Regions from separate parts of the Mus musculus genome. Here regions 1, 2, 3 and 4 are each linked to region 5. Evidence: chromatin contacts called from public HiChIP or PLAC-seq and Micro-C data. All regions are on one chromosome and are shown on one strand. Each heading gives the region's core, a stretch centred on a gene start, on an enhancer-like site or on the middle of the called end of the contact. The rest is flanking DNA. Distances are from core to core; before and after follow the strand shown. Region 1 holds the start of Lrrc2 (leucine rich repeat containing 2). Region 2 overlaps Smarcc1 (SWI/SNF related, matrix associated, actin dependent regulator of chromatin, subfamily c, member 1). Region 3 has its middle 8.4 kb from the start of Fam240a. Region 4 holds the start of Cspg5 (chondroitin sulfate proteoglycan 5). Region 5 holds the start of Nradd (neurotrophin receptor associated death domain).

What was found. A called contact is a pair of places that touch in the nucleus more often than the background predicts. HiChIP or PLAC-seq counts read pairs in DNA pulled down with a chosen protein or histone mark.
Region 1: an H3K4me3 HiChIP or PLAC-seq map of embryonic stem cells shows a contact between it and region 5, with 6 times the contacts expected there. The contact joins the promoter of Lrrc2 here to the promoter of Nradd in region 5. A contact is called at or near these places in 2 of 39 promoter capture datasets (hippocampal neurons and stem cell-derived epiblast-like cells), 7 of 484 Hi-C or Micro-C datasets (B cells, CD4 T cells, double positive thymocytes and 4 more), 3 of 115 datasets of contacts at active chromatin or transcription factors (embryonic stem cells and pancreatic cancer cells) and 3 of 9 other capture datasets (adipose tissue, liver and pancreatic islet).
Region 2: a contact with region 5 is called in an H3K4me3 HiChIP or PLAC-seq map of bone marrow-derived macrophages, with 4 times the contacts expected there. The contact joins the enhancer-like site here to the promoter of Nradd in region 5. A contact is called at or near these places in 5 of 39 promoter capture datasets (the C10 cell line, hematopoietic stem and progenitor cells, liver and 1 more), 1 of 115 datasets of contacts at active chromatin or transcription factors (bone marrow-derived macrophages) and 1 of 9 other capture datasets (pancreatic islet).
Region 3: a contact with region 5 is called in an H3K27ac HiChIP or PLAC-seq map of double positive thymocytes, with 5 read pairs. The contact joins the enhancer-like site here to the promoter of Nradd in region 5. A contact is called at or near these places in 4 of 39 promoter capture datasets (liver, stem cell-derived epiblast-like cells and trophoblast stem cells), 1 of 115 datasets of contacts at active chromatin or transcription factors (double positive thymocytes) and 3 of 9 other capture datasets (embryonic stem cells, liver and pancreatic islet).
Region 4: a contact with region 5 is called in a Micro-C map of embryonic stem cells, with 2.0 times the contacts expected there. The contact joins the promoter of Cspg5 here to the promoter of Nradd in region 5. A contact is called at or near these places in 2 of 39 promoter capture datasets (liver and pre-B cells), 2 of 484 Hi-C or Micro-C datasets (both in embryonic stem cells) and 1 of 9 other capture datasets (pancreatic islet).

The regions. Positions count from the first base shown.
Region 1 is chr9:110,950,261-110,954,246 of GRCm38.p6, reverse strand. Lrrc2 (leucine rich repeat containing 2) reads right to left here and starts at 2,702. Exons shown (of 9, transcript NM_028838.2): 1 at 2,571-2,702.
Region 2 is chr9:110,197,768-110,201,466 of GRCm38.p6, reverse strand. It overlaps Smarcc1 (SWI/SNF related, matrix associated, actin dependent regulator of chromatin, subfamily c, member 1), which reads right to left. Exons shown (of 28, transcript NM_009211.2): 21 at 3,677-3,699. Among named protein-coding and RNA genes, the nearest start is that of Cspg5, 44 kb to the left of the region's middle. Within about 2 kb of position 1,461, at least 8 of the 459 cell types and tissues checked have an H3K27ac peak or open chromatin away from gene starts, as enhancers often do. A contact at or near this core is called in bone marrow-derived macrophages, where this site is marked.
Region 3 is chr9:110,906,345-110,910,582 of GRCm38.p6, reverse strand. No RefSeq gene overlaps it. Among named protein-coding and RNA genes, the nearest start is that of Fam240a, 8.4 kb to the left of the region's middle. Within about 2 kb of position 1,267, at least 33 of the 459 cell types and tissues checked have an H3K27ac peak or open chromatin away from gene starts, as enhancers often do. A contact at or near this core is called in double positive thymocytes, where this site is marked.
Region 4 is chr9:110,240,746-110,245,068 of GRCm38.p6, reverse strand. Cspg5 (chondroitin sulfate proteoglycan 5) reads right to left here and starts at 1,286. Exons shown (of 5, transcript NM_013884.3): 1 at 1-1,286. It also overlaps the pseudogene Rn4.5s-ps2.
Region 5 is chr9:110,623,105-110,627,241 of GRCm38.p6, reverse strand. Nradd (neurotrophin receptor associated death domain) reads left to right here and starts at 2,849. Exons shown (of 5, transcript NM_026012.2): 1 at 2,849-2,927; 2 at 4,007-4,137. The coding sequence starts at 4,119. Nbeal2 (neurobeachin-like 2) reads left to right here. Exons shown (of 54, transcript NM_183276.2): 47 at 55-164; 48 at 337-509; 49 at 612-706; 50 at 909-1,025; 51 at 1,121-1,279; 52 at 1,360-1,508; 53 at 1,778-1,913; 54 at 2,016-2,453. The coding sequence ends at 2,117.

The DNA.
Region 1 (3,986 bases), core at 1,453-3,952, 330 kb before region 5:
GTAGAGATCATTCTTGGGCACGGGGGGCAGGGAGACGGGCAAGAAGGGGGAGGGGTCCTCTCGAAGGAATCAAAGGATTCCGGAGGACCTTGTCCCTCCAACAGAGTGAGGGCGCCTGCGCGCCCCACGTGTTTTCCTGTCTCCCCACTCAATTGTGGGTCAAAGCCTGGTCCTCTCCATGTGCTTTGATGATGGCTGGCTAGATCTCACCGTAAGCGCACAACGCGGGCGCAGCGACCAGTTCTCTAAGCAGCCTAGACGCCCCCACTCAGCTTCTGCGCAGTCGCAGACAGACGCTCCCACCTGCTAGCTCCCACCGCTCCGCCGCTGGGGCGGAGACCACCCTCCCTCCACTCACCTTCCCTGTGAGAGTGGGCGCTGACAGTACCCGGTTGTGGCCGCCACTCTGTAATCCGTTTTCGATGCTGTTTACGCCCGCAGAACAACACCCCCAGCGGAAGGGCTACCGTGCCTGTGCGCTAACAGGCTATATTTGTAAGCGGATAATATGATCTGGAGGACATGTGCTGATAAACTATCTATCTATTCTATGTGACTCAGCCTAGCAGGAGACAAAACAGATCTGGTCGGGGAGGGCTTGGCAACCGGGCACAGCAAGATTATTAAGTGAGCTGGGCATGCAGGATCCCCTGCGCGCTTCCACAGAAGGCTGGCTCTTCGCAGCAAGGAAAGCCTGGGAGAACAGAGAAAAACAGAGCCGCCGAGGGAAAAGCATTCTGAGGTCTCAGGACTAGGAGCCAAGCAAGAGACAGGATTAGAAAGGCCCTAGGAAGGGATCAAGGATATGTAAAAAAAAAAAAAAAAAAAAAAAAAAACAAAAACATTTTCTGCAATGTTTGGAGCGATACACTGAAAGTCTAGATTTCATCCCCACATGGTTTTTGTCTGTTTGCTTGCTTGTTCGCTGTATCCTTAAATGCAATAGTTTAGTCTTTAGAGAGTTTGCTACCTGTGGAAATAGTCTTGCTGATTGATGGCAGACACAGGAATGACATCCAATAAATAATGGAACTCCAATCTGCTCTCAGGCAAGGGCTCCTCACACACCTTGGTTTGAACCTGGAGTCCTGGAGCAGACCCATTATACTTGAACTTGGAAGGCAGAGAGTCAGGAGATCAAGGTTACTCTCATCCACAAATGGTTCAAGGTCAACCTAGACCAATTAACGCCCTGTCTCACATCTCCACCCCACTCCCCTCAAATAATAAGCAAGGTGACCCACACATGTAATCCCAGCATTTCAGAGGTGGTGCAAGAAGATCAGAAATTTAGGCTCAGCTACATACTAAGTTCAAGGCCAGTCTGGGCTACTTGAGACACAGTCTCAAAATTCAAACAAAAGTCCCATGAAAGCTGAGTGTGTGGTCTCACACCCTTTACTCTTAGCACTGCCTGATGTGCAGGATGCCCTGGATTCAATCCCTAACATTGCAACAATAATACTATTTTGAGAATACACTTACACTAAAAATAATAATTTGTCATTAATCTGAAATTTACATCATACTGAGTAGCCTATGTTTCATCTGCCAAACTTTACACCAAGCTGCCAGGTTCTGGCTCAACTACAGAGCCTGATAGCTATATCTTTAATAAGCTTTACCGGATGCCAACAGTGCTGGCTCATGACCACGTGGTAAGAAGCAGGAATTAGCATAGTCTGGCACAGAGGTAGCCAGGACAGCTCCTCACTGACACAACCCGACCAAGCACCTCAGGTCCTAACTCCAGGGCAGGGTCCTAGGGTCGGTGTTTCCACATGTTTTGAGACTGCCTTTGATGCTCAGTCGAAGGTATTTTAAAATACAAAATGTGTTCACGTTTATGTAAGGAATTGGTGCTGCACTAAACTCACTTGTACAGATTGCCACATCACTGGGTGGCATATCCAAAAAGACCTTCCATGTGGAGGGAGGGCAAGCAGGGCACACCTGTGATCCTAGCTCTCAGGTGGTAATGGCAGAAGAGTCAGAGGTTCAAGGCTATCCTAAATGCTATATAAGACCCTGTCAACACACGCGCGCGCGCGCGCGCGCACACACACACACACACACACACACACACACACACACACACACACACATTTTGCAGTTTCCAAGCTTCCAGGATGTACCAGGTAGGCCTGTGCCCTGTGGTATTCACTTCCCCAAGTGTCCTCAAAACCACAAACTGCTCAAAATATACACTGATAACACAGCTTCCGCATGACGAGCTGGAATCCAAGAGAGTAATACCTTTTAAGGCAATGTTTCTCAACCTGTGGGTCGTAACCCCCAAAGGGATAGTGCAATCCTTTCACAGGGATCATCTAAGACCATTCGAAAACACAGATATTTGTGTTACAATTCATAACTGTAGCAAAATTACAGATATGAGGTAGCAACAAAATAACTGTATGGCTGGGGGTCACCACAGCATGAGGGTTGTAGCATTAGGAAGGTTGAGAACTACTGTGTTTAGCATCCGGCTCGGCTCACAGTCTCTGATGAAACATCATCCACACACAGAAGTTCTACGTCTCTGCGAGGATACACCCACCCTTACCTACCTCCCTTCCAAAGGGGTTCCACCCACAAGCACATCCAGATAACCCTGCTCTACTCAGGTCATCCGAGACTGCGGCTCTTACTGGAACATGAGTCACATGAACGCCCAGCAAAGCTTTCTTCCAGGAAAATCCCTGATGTCCCTCACCTGACCTCCCTCCCTTCACGATGTATGTAGAGAAGAATGAATGTTATAAACACCGCCTTCCATCTCCATGGACATTACTAAATGGTTCTCGCTGGTGGGAGAGCAAGCGGCAAGGGCTCCTGGCTTGTGGCCTCACATCTGCAGGCTAAAACTCCGGCCAACCTGGGCTACTGATGGTCCTCACGGTGTGCAAATGTGCTACGCAGCAGCCCCAGCTACGGAGCACTGGAGGGTTCATCTTCACTGTGAATTTGACTGGATTTAGAATCCCCTAAGGAAGGCTCTGCTGGGGTATCTGTGAGGGTGTTTAACTGAGTAGAAAAGCCCTATTCTGACTGTGAGTGGCAGTGGCAACATCCCGGACACTAAGTCACTAGGAATACTAGCCTTCTCTCTAGTTCCTGACTGTGCACACAACATGACTAACCACAAAGTTCACTAAGGGCCAGTCAGATGACTCGGAGGCCAGAGGCACCAGGTGGAATATGACTACTGGGACCCACATGATGGAAGGAGAAGAGCGACTCTCTCAAGCTGTCTCCTGACCTCACACATTCACTGTGGCACACACACAGGTCCTCACACGTACACGCATGTACACAAAGTAAATACTCAAGTCAGCCAAATATAATAAAAATGTTAATAAAAGTGGCCAATATACTAAGCTGACCTGAGATCAACTGTCATAAAATATCTGCATCAAAAACTTAATTTTAGCAGCTGGAGAGATGGCTTGGTGGTTAAGAGGATTGGCTGCTCTTCCAGAGGACCCGGGTTCAATTCCCAGCACCCACATGGCAGTTTTCAACTGTTTGTAACCCCAGTTCCAGAGAATCTAATACCCTCATGCCTCACAAAATAACACTAAATTTTAAAAACTTAATATTTTAAAAAGGTAACCACATCTCACTATTAATTCACTGGTTTACTGATATATTAGGGACATATTGGGTTAAACAAAATATAATATTAATGTTAATTTTCCCTTAATGTTTCTCTGTGCTATGTTGGATGACTTCTAGAAAATTTAAACTTATATATACATAAGGCCAGTCAGTGTGATCCTCAACAATGACATAAAGCCAGGCATGGTCTTGCTTCTATAACCGCAGCTCTAAGGGAGCAGAGGCAGAGATCCCTGAAGCTTCTCGCTCCTCTTGGCCCAGCGAATCAGTGAACTCCAGGTTAGGTAGGAGGCCCAGTCTCAAAACACAAGGTGGGGTTGGAAAGCTGAAGAGCTGGCTCAGCAGTTTAGAAGACTTGTTGCTTT
Region 2 (3,699 bases), core at 212-2,711, 420 kb after region 5:
ATGTGCCTGCCTTTACCGACCAGTTCAGGCAAAAACTCCTTAAACACTCTATAAATTTTTATATTACGCTACTGTAAAAGCAAGTATTTATCAGCAATAAGAGGATTTTAACACTCTAAACTGGATTGTTTTTAAGAAAAGCAATGCTCAAAGCTATTAATTAGGAAAACAGTTGTCTAGTTTTGGAACATGAATCCACCAATCTCCTTTTTCCCAGAATAATGGTCAAATAGCAGCTACCTTTCCAAAGTCACAAGCACACAGTGCCAGAAGTAGCACCAAATTATGAAAACTCTAGAACCAGGACTTGAATGGAGACATCTCATCAACACGTAATCACTGTCAAAAAGTTAAACCCTGGTCAAATCAAGGTGGAAGAACAGACTACCCTCTAATTTTGCACAGGGCTGCCCAAAACCATAATCGGTTTGGTTCCAATTCAATGTTCAACCCAGCCCGTAGCAACAGCACTAATTTGGACTTAGGGGGCTGATGTGTTGCTTATTTGTGCTTTTTATTGTTTAAAGGACAAGATCTCACTATGTAGCCATGGTTGGCCTAGAAGTTGACTATGTATCCAGTCTGGCCAAAAGTCACACATATTTCCCTGTCTGCCTCCCCAGAACTGAGATTAAAGGTGTGCTACACTGAGGTCAGCTACAGATTTGATTGAAAGATAGATAAAACAGTATTTTTTTTTAAATGAGGGCATAAAGATGGGAGTGAGGTATGTTTAGGGTAGGAGAACTGGATTTGAAGTGTCGAAAAATGAGCAAGATTCATTATTTTTTAAGAAAATTTCAAGTTAAAAGAAAATAAGTATATGGTAGCAGTGTAGAAAAGACAACAGAGGATAACCACAAAAGATACCAAATGACATTATAGCATGAATAAAACAAAAAAGTATGACGTTAACTCTATTAAAAAGAAATCACTGCATTTTCAAAAGGACGAGCTGGTGACACTGGTCACTCTTGTAGAGGAGAGGGTTCCGTTCCCAGCACTGATGCAGCGGCTCAAACCATCCATAACTCCAGGTATCGGTACCCAGTGTGCTCTCATGTTGTGTCAGGGTACTAGGCATGCAGGAGGTGCACGTATAGACATACAAGCAAAATCACATATTCACAGAATAAAATAATTCTAAACAAAACAATAAAATAAAAGTCTCCAAGAAAGCCAGGGAGGTGTGTATGCACCTTTAACTGAAATACCGGGGAGGGAGAAGCAGAGAAAGCTCTGTGGGTTTAAAATCTTTTCTCCAAAACCCAAAAAGCAATGAGTAACCAAAGGAGAAACCACATGCAAAACAGTTAATAAAGCATTCGTGTACAAGATAAGCAGAAATGAGAACCAAAAGGAATCTGAGCTGAAGCCAAAATTAGCTCTTTCATGGATTGGTCCAGAAATAGCAAAGAGACTATACTTAAGTGAGACCCAGAAAAGGGAAGCTCACAGAAGTGACATTGCATACTCACTCATCAGCAGGGACTCTCACACCAGGTAATGTTGCAAGCCCAAGTAAAACCTGACACACAAGCTTTGGGGGAAACTACATATCCTAACACACTGCTAACCACAGGATTTGTTTACACACAAATTTACAAATGAGAAAGAATGTGTAAGGTTGGAGAATGTCAGTGTTCCAGATCAGAAGAACAAATCTGAGGAAGATACCATCAAGGGCAAAGCTGGTGATGTGGTCCATGGTCTTGCTATGTCACCTAATCCAACTATATGCCCAGCTACACTGTAGTTAAAAATCTGTATCAGAATTCTAGGAAGTATGCAAGAGTGTACATAGATGCTTTAAGTAAGAGACAAAGGCAATGATCCATTAAGAATGGGTACCTATACTGGATTGTAATCACACAGAACTTATTTTAAAGAGTAGATTAAACAGCTTCTTGGCTCTTATAACACATGGATAAATTGGAAAACAAAATACTGAACATAAAAAAAAATTCTCAAAAGTCTAAATATTCCATATTTTACAACATCTAAAACCCAGCCAAAATCATACTTAACATATGTTGTTTAATTGCATCTATGTGATGAAAGCAATTTAAAAGTATACAGAACTTCACTTAAGATACAGGGCTTCTATTACTAAGAGCAGAAGGTGAGATGAAAAAGGAGAAAGAGAATGATCAGTAATGCTCTGATCTTAGTTCAGATTTTAAACTGGGGCTTTTAGCTTGGGGCGCCGGCCCACACCTTTAATCACAGCCTTCCAGAGGCAGAGCCAGAGGCAGGTGGATCTGTGAATCCAAGGCCAGGATGGTCCACATAATGAGACCTTATCTCAAAACATATGAAGACATACTAAGTTGTTAAGATCGGAGAAGGCTAAACAGAAAATGTCACTAAAATCTTACCAAGTCCTTAATGGTTCCAGGGCCAGTTATGACCTATCTGGAAGACATTTAGACCAGGCTGGCTTTAAACTCAGTGATCGAGGTGCCTCTGCCTCGGGTGTCAGCACTAACAGTCCTTAACCCTCTTGAACGGATCCAGTTGGCCCCTTGTCCACGTGAAGACAGACTTAAGACACAAGACTGTTCAGGAGCTTAGTGAACAATCTGCTAACTGTCAGTCTTCCTGTTCATCCTGTTTGCCAAAACACGTCAACATGCTAAAGATTCTCTAAGGAATAGAGCTGTAAATAGTAAAGACTTGAGACCAAGAATATAAACAGGATTTACGATAAGATGTCTGACAGACCAGACAGACCTTCAGTGCCCGCTGACTACTTGCTCATTCCATCCTCTTGGTGAAAGTTATGTCCTTCAAAAAGGACTGAAACTGGTAAGATGGCTCAGTGGGGAGTGGCACCACTAAGTCTGACTGAGGGAGGAGCATGTGGTGCTACTGCACCCGGGCCACAGAGGAATGGTAAAGATGGATGCTGGGAGAAGTGAAGAGATGGCAAAGTGGTTAAGAGCACTCATCACTCTTTAGTTCCCAAAACCCACACTGGGTGGCTCAAATCTGCTTGTAATGCTTACTCCAAGGTCTCCTACACTGTCTTTCTGTAAGCTACTGGCACTTGCACTCACTCGCACTCGCACACGCAAACATAAATATATATTAAAAAAAAATATATTTTAAAAAAACTGATCTTCACTCTCTTAAGGAAGTTACTTAAGAAAAACATCTTTATCTCTACAAAATACATGCAACCTACTTCAGGTCCACAAACCATGTTTCCTACAATCTAATTTAAAATAATTAAACAAATGTTCTTTACTTAGATACTTACATATTACACTGAGGCCTTAGATTACCAGTAGGTTGCATAATGGTAATGGGAAGAAATGTCTGTCTTCTGGCCTCCATGTACCTACCCATGGTTACAAGCATGTACTAACACTACACATATCACATACACACAGACATATACACACACCAACTTAGATCTATCATCAGCCACATGTACTTAATAACTGATACTGCTTGGCTACCAGGTACTGTATTTAGCTCTTGCTTTCTCTGCACCAATCCCCCCTTGTTTACCCCACAAAAATGGGAGGAGAAAAATATCATGTACTAAATCTTAGAGGCATGTTATATTGATCGTTTTGACTGCTTAAATGTAAGCAACCCCTGTACTTTTACATATTGACAGGAAATACAAGCATCTATAAAGCGAATGCTGCACGCAGCAGTGACTCACCAAGCTTCTCTGGCTCGTCAGGC
Region 3 (4,238 bases), core at 18-2,517, 280 kb before region 5:
AGCTCTCTTTGTCATTTCTGTCTCTGTGTCTCTACTTTTGTCTCTCACTATATCTCTCTGTGTCTCTGTGTCTCTCCCTGTCTTTGTGTCTCTCCCTGTATTTGTCTATTCTCTCTCTCTCTCTTTCTCTCCATCTCTCTCTCTCTGTGCCTCTCCTTCTGTGTGTGTCCCTCTCTATCTCTTTCTTTCTCTGTTTCTCTGCCTCTTTCTCTGTCTCTCTCTGTCTGTCTCTGCCTCTCTCTGACTCTCTGTTTCTCTGTCTCTTTGTCTTTCTCTGTCTCTCTGTCTCTGTCTCTGTCTCTCTCTCTTTCTCTCTGTTTGTGTACCTAACACATAAATGGTTCATTTAAGCTGTAAATAGAGCCCTGGTGGGTAAATTAGCCTCCATGTCAATCCTGGCCCATCAATGTGCTATCCTCACAGGGATCTCAACAGTCCTAGCTGTTGCTGCTGGAAAACTTGATACCCTGGAGACGAGCCGTAGATGCTTCCTTCTGTTTCCTGTGTGCAAAAGTAATTGAATTAATATGCCTAGTGGACGTGATAGCCAGCTTCTGGAGACATTGAGCAATACAATTCTGGAAGGGACATGAAGGGAAGGTTGCAGCTACCTGGTCTTTGTATGGAAAGAGACAAATTGAGAAGACCAGGGACATGAGAAGCCTATCACATAGGGTTTTGAGACTGAATGTGGGCCACACAGCATCTGGAACAGCCCCTAGGGATGGGAACAGCATTCACGTGATGAGACACAAGGCCGATCTGTTAGGCAAATGAGTGGAAGGTTTGCATACAGCACAGCACTATGTTTTATGAGAGCTGCCTCCATAATACCCTCATTCAGATCAGGCTGAGTTGCTGAATGACATACCACGTGTTTCCTCTCTCTTAGCAGAGAGCCAGCTTAGCACCGAGTTAGTCAACATGAAGCAGGCTGCAGTTCGTGGCTAAACTTTAGAAGGTCCTTTTGTAAGGTCCCTTCCTGACCAGGAAGCTTTCCTAATTCTCCAAACATTTCCATAGAATGGGGGAGGTCATAGGGTGTGGGGCTTCTAGAACTTTCCCACGGTGAGTCCATGCCAGCAGTGCCCACCTGAACCCAGAGTCACATGTGCCCATGCTCCAAGTTCTTGAAAACTGGCTCCATGCAGATTCTCCAGGAGCCCACAGGCTGCCTTGAGGGCAGCTGTCAAATTGAGGCTGATTTACCAAGTGGTTGGAGTAGCTGAGCTGCAAAATGGTAGGTGTGTTGTGGGGTAACCCACAGTATCAACAGCATGGTAAGCGCTAGCAGGAAGGATGAGGGGTGAGTTGTGGGGTAAGAACTGGAGTCGTAGAGAAAGAATTGTTCTAGTAAGATGCGGTGAGGAAGCAGTGTCCAGTGGGGCTGGAAATGGAAGAGATGCACTTCCCAAGATAATCTGCAACTTTTGAAGTTACTGATCATATCGGTCATAGTGATCACCTGGAATAAGGGCAGTCAGAGCCTCTACTCAAAATAGATACATAAACTGAAGGCCAATGGAAAACAGCCTCCCTACAGTTCCTACCCCTTGCTTCTTCACTGTTCTAGTTTGGGTTTCTATTGCTGTAGAGAGACACCATCACCACTGCAACTCTTATAAAAGAAAACAGGTATTTGAGACTGGCTTACAATCTCAGAAGTCAAGTCCATTATCATCACGGCGAGAAGCACAGTGACAGACAGGCAGACATGGTACTAGGGAAGGAGCTAAGAGTTTGACATCTTGATCTGCAGACAGCGTAAGCCACTGTGAGCCACACTGGGTTTAGCATGAGCATCTGAGAAGGGTATTAAAGATCTTTGACAGAATGAAACAGCAGCTCCTGACATCTAAGGCATCTCTTTCATCCCTTGGTAGCTCTCTTATCTCCTTCCCTCCAACCCTGTCCTTAGAAGATCACAGCAGTTTTGTAGTCAGGAAGACCTTGTCCTAGAAGGCAGGCCTGGGAGCAACAGGCCAAGGATCTGGGACAGAGACAGGACTGCTGTCTTCCCACCAGTGGTCCTTGCTCCCACAGAGACCTGAACTCAGGGCTACACACATCCAGCGCTTTCTCCAGACCAGGTATCCAACCCCAACTCTGCTGCCCTGTGGCCTCGGGGGATACAGGTGCAGAGAACAACCAGATCCTAGAGATAAAGGAAATGCCCCTTGCTCCTGTGAAGATGAGATCCTTTTGTGATGACAGAGCAAGGGAAAATGTCACCACCTCAGTGAATAGATAGGACAAGATCCGTCCATCCCCATCACCAGCAACTTCCCCCAGGATCACTACAGGCTTGACTATCTCTATCTCCATACCACCTGGGAGTGTCTATCCACACCACCTGTTGTTTCAAACCTGGGAGCTGAGGGAGGCAGCTGGCCTCACACAGCCTTGTCGCTCAGTTCCCCTTTGTTCAGACTTTGTGATTTCTCTTCTCTCTGGGAGAAGCTACACCTTGCACCTATGCCTGGCTTGCTTCTGCCCTGCTTCCTTCCATCTAACCCTGGGTTGAGGGATCTCTCTCTCAGAAAACCCAGGCATTAGTGTGAGGAAAGAAATGGCAGGCCAGACTCCTCCTGTCCTCTTGAACAGCAGGGCAAAACAAATCTGAATATTATTTCTAGTCTCCTCTGCTTTGCCCACCCCTCACCTCTCCTCAGTGTCATGGAAACCAGATCTGATTTCCAGTGAAATTCCACTGGGAGATGGTTTAGAATCCTTGTCATTCCCTGCCCTCTCTCGTTGACTGTGAACTGTTGGAAGCGACCTTGTTTGAATGTTAACAGCCTTGTCAGCCATAAGTGCTTACTGGTACAGAGTCTTGGCCTCAGTGGAAAAGTACTAGCCCAGTTGAGAACAAACAGCTATAGATCTTGTGGTTAGGCACCTAGCAACCCATTCTGCTCTGTTCTTCCTCTGAACATTTTACCCAACCAACATCCTTTTCTTGAGAACAGGTGCATTCCCCAGAAACAAAGCGACCCTACTCCATCCCCCATATCCTGCTTCTATGAGTATATAACCTGCATGGGGACAATAAAAATTTGTCAGCTTGATCAGACTTCCTGACTTGCTGTCTGTTCTTTGTGTCTCTTGCCCTCCCCCCATTCTCTTCCAGGTGGTTTCCCAGTCCCCGTTGACCATCCTATAGGTCAGGACAACTGGCGCCCAACGTAGGTCCCCCGGAGGCTCACAGAGGAGAGAATGCCACTCATCATTGGAGGGTAGGCCTACCCGCTCATCTCCAGAAGCGCCCAAGAGCAGTTTTGGTTTGGCATAATGCCATGGTCCAGCCGCCGTGAGACAGTCTGGGAGATCATAGCATGGCACAGATCTTAAGAAAAGACATGTGACAAACATTTTATAAACAGTCACTCTTTGTGTCAGGTCTTAAAGAGTTCCTCAAGACATGAGGTACTAGGGTTAAGAAAAAGGATTTGAAGAAATTTTTAGATTTTGTGGGAGATATTTGTTCATGGTTCCCCCAAGAGGGAACAATTGATGAAAAAAGGTGGCCTCAAGTTGGCGATTGTTTCAAAGATTATTATGAAGCATTTGGATCTACAAAAATACCTGTTATGGCCGTTAGCTACTGGTCCCTCATTAATGACATTCTTAGAACCACCCCTGAATGGCCAGATCCCCAACACTTGGTGTCAGAGGGAGAGCGGTCTTGTAAAGAATCCATCTCCCGTCCTCCTTCCGCTAACCTAGCGACTTATACACAATCTTTGTCCCCTTTGAGAGAGGGACCCTTGTCTGCTCCACCTTCTGTGGCTGATAGTGTCTCAGATCTCCCCCCTTTACCACCCATTATGGACCTTTCTTTGACCCCACCTAGGGAAGAAATCAAGACAGCAAAACCTTATCCTTCCCTCATTGATCTTGATAACAACCTGCCACCTGCTGATGAGGTGACCCTCGAGGAGGAGCCAACTCGATATGAATTGGAGTACTATTGTGGTCCGCCCAAAGCAGCCACAATTGCCCCTCCACTGAGAGGTGCTGCCACACTCCCATCTTTCTTTCCCCCACCACCCCATGGAACTTTAGATGCAGTTTTTGATCCATCTGTCATGTCCAGAGCCTACCACCAGTTAACTGCTGATGTGACATCCATGTACAACATGGTAGAGACCTGGAAGGAATAAGTACAACTGCTTAGAGCCCTCCAACAATTAGAGGCCAAATTGCTTGATCTAACACCTTAACCCCAGCAACTGCCT
Region 4 (4,323 bases), core at 37-2,536, 380 kb after region 5:
ACAGGGGGCGGAAGCCCGCGCCCCCAGTGTGGAGAGAGCGGAGCCCGGGGCACGGACTGTCCGGTGCCAATCCAGAATTCGGTGTCCAGAAGGTTCTCCAGTCCGACTCTAAGTCTTCTTCCGGAGAGCAGGGAGAACATCGACAGAGCCTGGCAAGGAGGCGAATACTACGGCCTAGGCTCTAATTGGATCAGACCTAATCTGTCCACAGCCAAAGCCATTAGTTTAAATCTTGCACAGCCAGGTCCACCCAACGTGTTATCCGGTCCCCAGTATTTGGACTCCACCTTGCGTTTTCTAAATCCAGGGCGGCCTTCCGCAGGTGACCAGTACTACCCAAACCCAAGTTCCTGGTTAAACCAAGAGGTCTAGATCACTGCCAGGTGCACATGCAACGTGGAGAGAGAGGTCTCTGTTCCTAACCCAGGTTCACTGCTTACTGGGAGACCTGTTGGAAGGGAGGCAGAACTACAGCTTAGTCACCTGGCTTTCCCCGCCTCCAAATAGCCTACATATTGATGTTTTATTATCGACCTAAATGATCATGTTCAGCTCAGTCCAAGGGTTAGTCCAAGGGCGATGCTGGTGTTGATAGTCTTCTGTCAGTGACCAAATATGAACAAGATGGAGGACCATCATTTAATCTGTCTCATACCTGTCTTCTAGTGAGTTGCCTTGGTTCAACACTCCTTTTCTCTCACAAGTATGGTTGCAGCTTAGAGTCCCCTCAAGGCTGACAAAATTCCAGCAGCTAGGCTCTTATATCCTGGCTCGGAGGTGGCTATGTAGGGTCTGTATGACATCTAGAGAGTGGCAACCAGACATACGTGTCCTAGTTTGGAGTTCCAGTCAAGAGGGGGCTTGCTTACCCAGATATAATACCTATTTCTCTCTTCAATTCCTGGGTGGTAGTTGTCAAAAGTGGATGTTGGTGGAAGTTCCTACCACACAGGAGATCCTATGTAAGTCCTTTCATGCTAGGGCATGGTCACAATAAAGTCTTTTCCTACTTATGGTAAAACACTTAAGAGTTAGGGAGAGCACTTGCCTAAAATGAGTGAGACTTCAGGTTCAATTCCTAGTACTGCAAAATAATTGTATTTGCTGGTTATGGTAGCTTATGTCTGTAATCCCTGTCTAGAACCAACTAACCAACCAAATCCTTCTATCTACCCTATTTCCCACCCGTAACTATCCTTTTAAATTCTGTTTTGATCAGTAGAACAAACAAGCGAATGTGAAATATTTCCTTCCTCAACTATCTTCTCCCCTCCCTGCAGAGAAATTCTGCTACCACTTTTTTCAATTTTGTTTAAGTTGTCTGAAACTGAACCCAGGGCCTTGTGCATGCAAGTAAAGTGATGTCAGTGAGCTATATATCCAGCACCAATTTGGTACTAAGCAAGCAAGCAAGCAAGCAAGCAAGCAAGCAAACCAACCAACCTCTGGCCTTCTGCTCCTCCCTAACACTGAGAACAGAGTAATTGGGCAATGCCCATTCTGTGGTGAGAAGAACAAGATTTAGCATCAAATCTGTGTGTCCCCCGAGTTAGTCACTGGCGACTCCAGCATGAAAGGATCTGGCAAGCAGTGTCAAATGTATGGTGTGTGCGTGCATGAAGTGATATGAGAACTAGAACAAGGAAACCACCACTGCCTATCTATAGCTTCCACGTGTCCTCTATTCACATCATGCGCCATCTGGGCGCTACACATGCTTTGTATGGCAATGGCTTCTTCATGCCTCTTTCCTACTGTTTTGGTAATTTGTCTCCAAAGCCAAGCAGAGCCATAAAGACCATTGCCATGACTGCCGTACACACCCTTAAGTGCAGAAAAGACACCTGCTTCACTGATGCTACCACCACTGCTCCCATACCATGACCACACATAATTTGGTCTGGATGGAGAACATCAATTTGACTTTAAATCCTCAGTATAAACACCAACATATTCAAATTTTGGCTTTCCTTTTTAAAAGCTGTATTCATCTGAATATGGAGGCTTCTTATATCACCCTTTAAATTCATGTACACGGGTGTTTTGCTTGCAAGTATCTGCACAACACCCATATCTGGTATCCAAAGAGTCAGAAGAGTCAAGCGCTAGAACTGTTGTTACAAACAGTTCTAAGTCGCTGTTTGTGCACTACAGACCCTCATTTCCTTTCTTGCATTTCAAAAGGAGCAGGATGCAGAGTAGGACAATAGAAGCCTTGTCTCCTTACCCAGCCCAGCATCCACTTTTACCTGGGCATTTAATGCTTCAGCCCCTTGAGACCTTCCCTCATAACCCAGGTTGGCAACAATCTTTACAGACCTGAAGCCAACCTTAAATTCCTAACCCTCCTGTCTCTACCTCCCATGTTCCAGGAGTACAGGTATGCCGCTATGCTGCTATGTCTAGCTGTTACTAATGACCACCACAGAATGATCAAGCTTCTGATCTTAGGCATGGAGACAAGCGATTGCTTTTGTGGGGGGTGGGGTGCAGAATGGGCTACTAGGAATAGGTCTACTCACACCATTCCTGGTAGGAAGGGACGGGCTAAAGGGCTTTTGTGTTGACAAAACTTCCTCACAAAGACTGAGTGTTCTCATTTCAGAAAAGGGTTATCACAAACCTTGGGGTGGTTATTTTGCCAGGCAATGGTTTGTTATTATGATGCAAAGGGATTTTGAATTTATTAACTAACTCTAAAGCCAGGCCAGTTAGGAGAAAACACTCAACTAATGCAGATGACACCTGCTGCCTGGGAAGAGGACTAAGGACTTCTCAGGGACCCTGCAGGTGTTGCAGAATAAGATGACCCTTAGCTGGGTGGCACATGGTCAGTAGATGCAGGAAGATCAGAAGCTGAAGGTTGTCCTGGGATACATGAAGGCAGGGATGCTACAATCCAGATGGCTATCAGAAGTCTGTCAGTGTCAAGGCCAAGCCAGACTCACGACCTCTCAGCCCCACACTTGCTCCGTGTGACCGTAGGAGAGCCAACCACAGGTGGCTAGGAAAGGAGAAAGATCTAGCTCCCTTACTGTCAGGTGCCTACGGTGCTGTCACTACTTTGCTAAGGTTTTCACGAACTACCTTTAGGGCAGGTGGTCTCTGTCAGCACAGCTGCTCTCCATGAAGCTACAAGAGCATTCAAAAGCTTGCCAGGGGTGGGGGGCGCGGACAAGTAGTTAAGGATTACCCCCAGATTTCTTTCTTTTAATGTGTAGCCCAGGCTGGCCTCGAACTCGTGATCCTCCTGCCTCTGCCTCCCTTCAGCAAATCCTACCAGCGTGTGCCACCACAACCGACTACCTCCAATTTCTGCATAGCAGAAAAACAAACACAGGAACCCCCTGGTTTTCTCAGGAGTCAGAACAGAGTCGGCTGGTCCCAGAAGGTACAAGGGTATTAATTGTAACAGGTTCACTAAATTTCCCGTCTCATTAGCCATCCCTACATCCCTGGGACAGGGATTATCTGCGTAGCTCTGGCTGTCCTCAAACTCCGAGATCTGCCTGCCAGTGCTGGGATTAAAGTGTTACCACAGCCAGGCCACTATCAGCGTCTTCAGCCCTTTGAAAATGCAAAAGCTATGAAAGAAGTCAACCATGCCAACCACGCCTGGCTCCCGCTATCCATTCTTTCTTCTGCTTTTTCCCAGATGGCATTTCTCTCTGTGTAGCCTTGGCTGTTCTGGAGATTCGCCTGATTCCATTCCTGCTGAGATTAAAGGTACGAGGCACTACTACCAGGCTCATCAACCATTCTTTATAGCAACCTGGTATAAGGTCTCTGTCACAAGCTCAGGACTAAAGTCCTTCCCCCACCTCACTATGTAGCCCTAGGTGGGGTCACAAGAGATCCACTCGCCTCTGCCCTTTATGATAGAGATATACATTCCCAGGATTAATAAAGTCTAGTCCCTCCCCAGCCCCAGGATTCCATAGGCAGCACACATCAGAATCCATGTTGCACCTCCCACTAGGAACTGAATTCAGGATAGTATACAGAAATTATAGACCACTCAGTTCAGATTTTACATTCTCAGTTTTCTCCAGGGGGGAAAAAAAAACCAAAAAACTTTTTGGATAGGTCTTGCTTGTACCACAATGCCTTTCCTGCCATCAGGATACTGTAAATTACTTTCATTTTCTTCAAGGATGCTTGCCCTATGTGAAATGCTGCTATTTATTAACTGTTTTACATTCTGGTGGCTTGGATGGCACAGCCTGGCTACTTTACTTACAGCTGTGATACACTTCAAACATAGCAGGATCTCCTATTTTTATTGGATAAAATGTCCTAAGAAGGATTTGTAGAGTTTTGTAC
Region 5 (4,137 bases), core at 1,600-4,099:
GCTTCATCCCTTCTGCCTCCGCCCCAAGCTACCATAGCATATTCTTACCCACAGGTGACTGTAAGTGCCAGTGGGCTGCTGGGCACTCATACCTGGCTGCCCTATGACCGGAACATCAATAACTACTTTACCTTCAGCAAAGATCCCACCATGGGGAGCCCCAAGTAAGGCAGGGCTGCGGGTAGGGGTGCGATATGAATGTCCTACACCCCGAACCACCTCCCCATTTAAACAGAATACAGGCCAGCTGCAGGGGAGAGGGCTGGCTAAGGTCCCTGCTAGCCCACATCTCTCACCCGTGGCCCAGCCTCACCTACCGTCTTCCCCTTGGTTTAGGGTGCAGAAACTACTGAGTGGGCCCTGGGTCTCAGACAGTGGCGTGAGTGCACAAGCACTAGCAGTAGCTCCTGACGGAAAGCTGCTCTTCAGTGGTGGCCACTGGGATGGCAGCCTACGAGTGACTTCACTACCCCGTGGCAGGCTGTTGAATCAGCTAAGCCGACACCTTGGTATGAGCAGCCCTGGTACCAGGGAGAATGAGACAGGCAGATGTGGAATGAGTTCCAAGTTGGGCCTGTGACAACACTGTGTGTCCTCCCCTTCCTATGCAGATATAGTGACCTGCCTTGCACTGGACACCTGCGGCATCTACCTCATCTCCGGCTCCCGGGATACCACGTGCATGGTGTGGCGTCTTCTGCAGCAGGTGTGTGTGGTGGGCAGACCTGTGAGGTCCCTGTCTCCCAGGCTAGAAGTCCATCTGCCCCTCAGGGAGCCATCAGAACTTCCCCGTTACTCCCTTCCCCTTCCTACTGTAAGCAAGTCTGGGGCTCCATTACCCCCCAACCCTCTGGCTCGCATAAAATCTTCATTTGCCTGAGTCTTAAGCTAGCCCTGCCTTCCCACAGAGCGGTCTGTCAGCAGGGCTGGCACCAAAGCCTGTGCAGGTCTTATACGGACATGTAGCTGCAGTGAGCTGTGTGGCCATCAGCACTGAACTTGACATGGCCGTGTCTGGATCCGAGGTGCGTGTACATCCCCTGGGGAGGCGGAGTTTCCCCAGGCACTGTCCCCAGAGCCTCCAGTTCTCTGCTCAGCACCCTCATCTGCCTTCCTGTAGGATGGGACTGTGATCATACACACTGTACGTCGAGGCCAGTTTGTGGCAGCATTAAGGCCTCCAGGTGCCACACTGCCTGGACCTATATCGCACTTAGCACTGGGGGCTGAAGGCCAGATTGTTGTACAAAGCTCTGCTTGTGAACGTCCTGGGGCCCAGGTATGGGGACAGGGTACCCGACAAAGACACTGGGGCAGCTGGAATGGTGAGGCGGTTGCTGATGTCCCCAATTCTTCCAGGTCACCTACTCCTTGCACCTGTATTCAGTGAATGGGAGGTTGCGGGCTTCAGTGACCCTGACGGAGCAGCCCACAGCCCTGACTGTGGCAGAAGACTTTGTTCTGCTGGGCACCGCTCAGTGCTCTCTACATATCCTCCACTTGAACAAGTGAGCCCCGCTCTTAGTTCCTGGCCCCTCTAGGTGGAAGCTGTTGGCACAGGGTAATAGAGAGTGCATACTACCCACTCACTAGCATGTGTTACTCATGGGGATTCTTGCCCTGGCCCTCCCTTAGCTACACAGTTGTGGGAGTTCTATAAGCCAGGAATTCAGCTTAGCCAGACTTCAAATGAAGACAAAGTAGATGCACGAAAAGGTGTCTGTTAGCTGGCTTCCTTGCAGTTGTGACTCAGTGTACACCTACTTCCCTGCTCCAGATTGCGGCCCGCCGTGCCTCCCCTGCCCATGAAAGTGCCGGTCCACAGTGTGTCTGTGACCAAGGAGCGCAGTCATGTGCTGGTGGGCCTGGAAGATGGCAAATTGATCGTTGTGGGCGCTGGGCAGCCTTCTGAGGTGAGGAAGAGGGCAGCTTGGCCGGCCGGGCAGGAGGGTGGCGGGTTGTGGGGTGCGGCTGCCAGGGCTCACCGCATCTCATCCCATCCCTACTCCCGCTAGGTACGCAGCAGCCAGTTCGCGCGGAGGCTGTGGCGCTCCTCGCGGCGAATCTCCCAGGTGTCCTCTGGGGAGACTGAATACAATCCTGGCGAGGCTCGCTGAACCTAGAGTCTAGGCGCTCAGACATCAGACCCGGCCCGAGCCTGATTCTCTGCCCAGGAGACTACTGCACCAGGGGGTGGGCGGGGCCCACCCTCCAGCTCAGGGATTGGTAGATGGCATCACCAGGAAGTCCCGCCCCTCGCCGGCTGAGGGGAGACCTAGCGTCGGCCTCTGAGGCCGCTGCTGCATATTTTGCACAATCTGGGGTGGGAGGGAATCCCTACTTTCAAATCCCACGTCCCAGTGAAAGCACAAAGACCACCTGTGGCCTTAATCCTCAAAGGTGACTATCGCTGCCCATTCTCAGCAATAAACGTGGCCTAGTTTTGTAATCTTTCGGTTTCTTGAGTACACATGTGCCGCCGTCCTTGGCCTCCTGTGGCCCCCAGTCTTAGCCTCTGTTACCCTGTCTGGCCTGGCATGCTTCTTCCTGGCCAGGCTGGCCTCGGTGTAGCCAGCGGAGGCGCCTCTGGCTTTGCCAGACGTTTCCTGACTCCTGGTTCTCAGCTCTCGCGGTCCATTGCATGGCATTTGCATGCCAGTGGCCTGCTCTGCCAGGCACGCTGGTGTCGGCTTCTGTGAACTCCGAGTGCTTCTGCGTGCTCCGGCGTGGGGCGGGGGCGGGACCGCGCCCTCGAGCTCGGCCCCGCCTCTTCATTGTCCTGCTCCCCTCTTCAACACCACCCCCCCACTGGCCCGCCCCTTGCCTTGGCTCACTCTTGGGCAGACCGGAACCTGCCCTCTCCAGGGACTCCCGTCGTCTTCCTAGCTGAGTGGATCCTGGCACCCTCGGAGGGGTGGCCGCAGAAGGTTAGGAGGGAATGACTAGCCGGGCTCTTGCTAGGTGGAAGGGGCCAGAACTTTCTCTGTCTCCCGCCTTTAGTGCTCTGATCCTGTGGGTACCAGCGTCTGTGTTGGGGTGTGTATGGGCCTGCAGGGGCTGTTGAATTGTTTCTTCCCATTTTGGGCTTGGAGATGGGTGGGGAGCCCTGAAGAAGTTCCACTCCGGCTGCTCAGGATGGGTGGGGCAGATTCCAAGGCCTGTCTGCTGCTACTGGTTTACAGGCCCACCCACCAAGGATCCCAGAAGCCCCCAACTCCCAATGTGGCGACACAAAGATACAAAGTCCATAAAGGGGCCACCCACATCAGAGGTTTACCTGACTACAGCACCGAACTGCTGATAGCCCTACTATAGACACACCACGTGTTAGAGCCATTGGCTATGCAGCAGTAGCCGTTGGGGACTTGAAGGGCCTCTTTTAATCTCTTACTTATCCAAGCCAGATCTCTCTCCTCCTTCAGATCTGGAGCCTCTCCTCCTCCGTAGACTGCAGGGAGTGGTCTCAGCAGATTTAGTACTCTAGGGTCCAGGTGGGTCCTTGGTCTGAGTTGGCCCTGTTCTTCCATTTCAGGCCCTCTGAGATCTGTATGGTCTATGAGTTTGCTGAACCATTAAGGTATCAGTTCACTTAGTCCCTGCCCAGGAAAGGGCTGGCCACTGGCCCTGGAGGGGACAGAGGGAGCATTAGGCAGTGTAAGCGGGCTTGCCTTGGGGACCTTGGGATGCTGGGTTTTGGCAGATGTGTATGATCACCAGTTCCTAGGGATGTTTCAGCCTGAGATAGGGTCACAGTCCATGTATCTTTACCCTCCTTTTAACATCCCCAGACTCAGCCCAGGTACTTGGGAAGGTCTTTGAGATCGGGTGATTTCTATCCTGAGCTGTACCCCATGCCACCAGCTTTGGCTAGCAGGAGCCAGTTGTTACCTCCACCTATTTGACACAGGAGAAACTGTTCCAGCCCTGGTGTGAATCAGGATGGACACACACGCTGCCCCCAGGGACTCCTGACAGCAGATCTGAGGATTTCTTCATATTTCTGCAGAGTTCCTCCTTCTGAGATTCAAGAGAAGCAGGCTCCAAGCTCCGTCAACTCAGTTCTCTACACAACTCCCCTTCACCAAAAAACAGCCCAGCAGGCAGCGCCTGGCAGCACCATGCTTTATAACGTCAGCA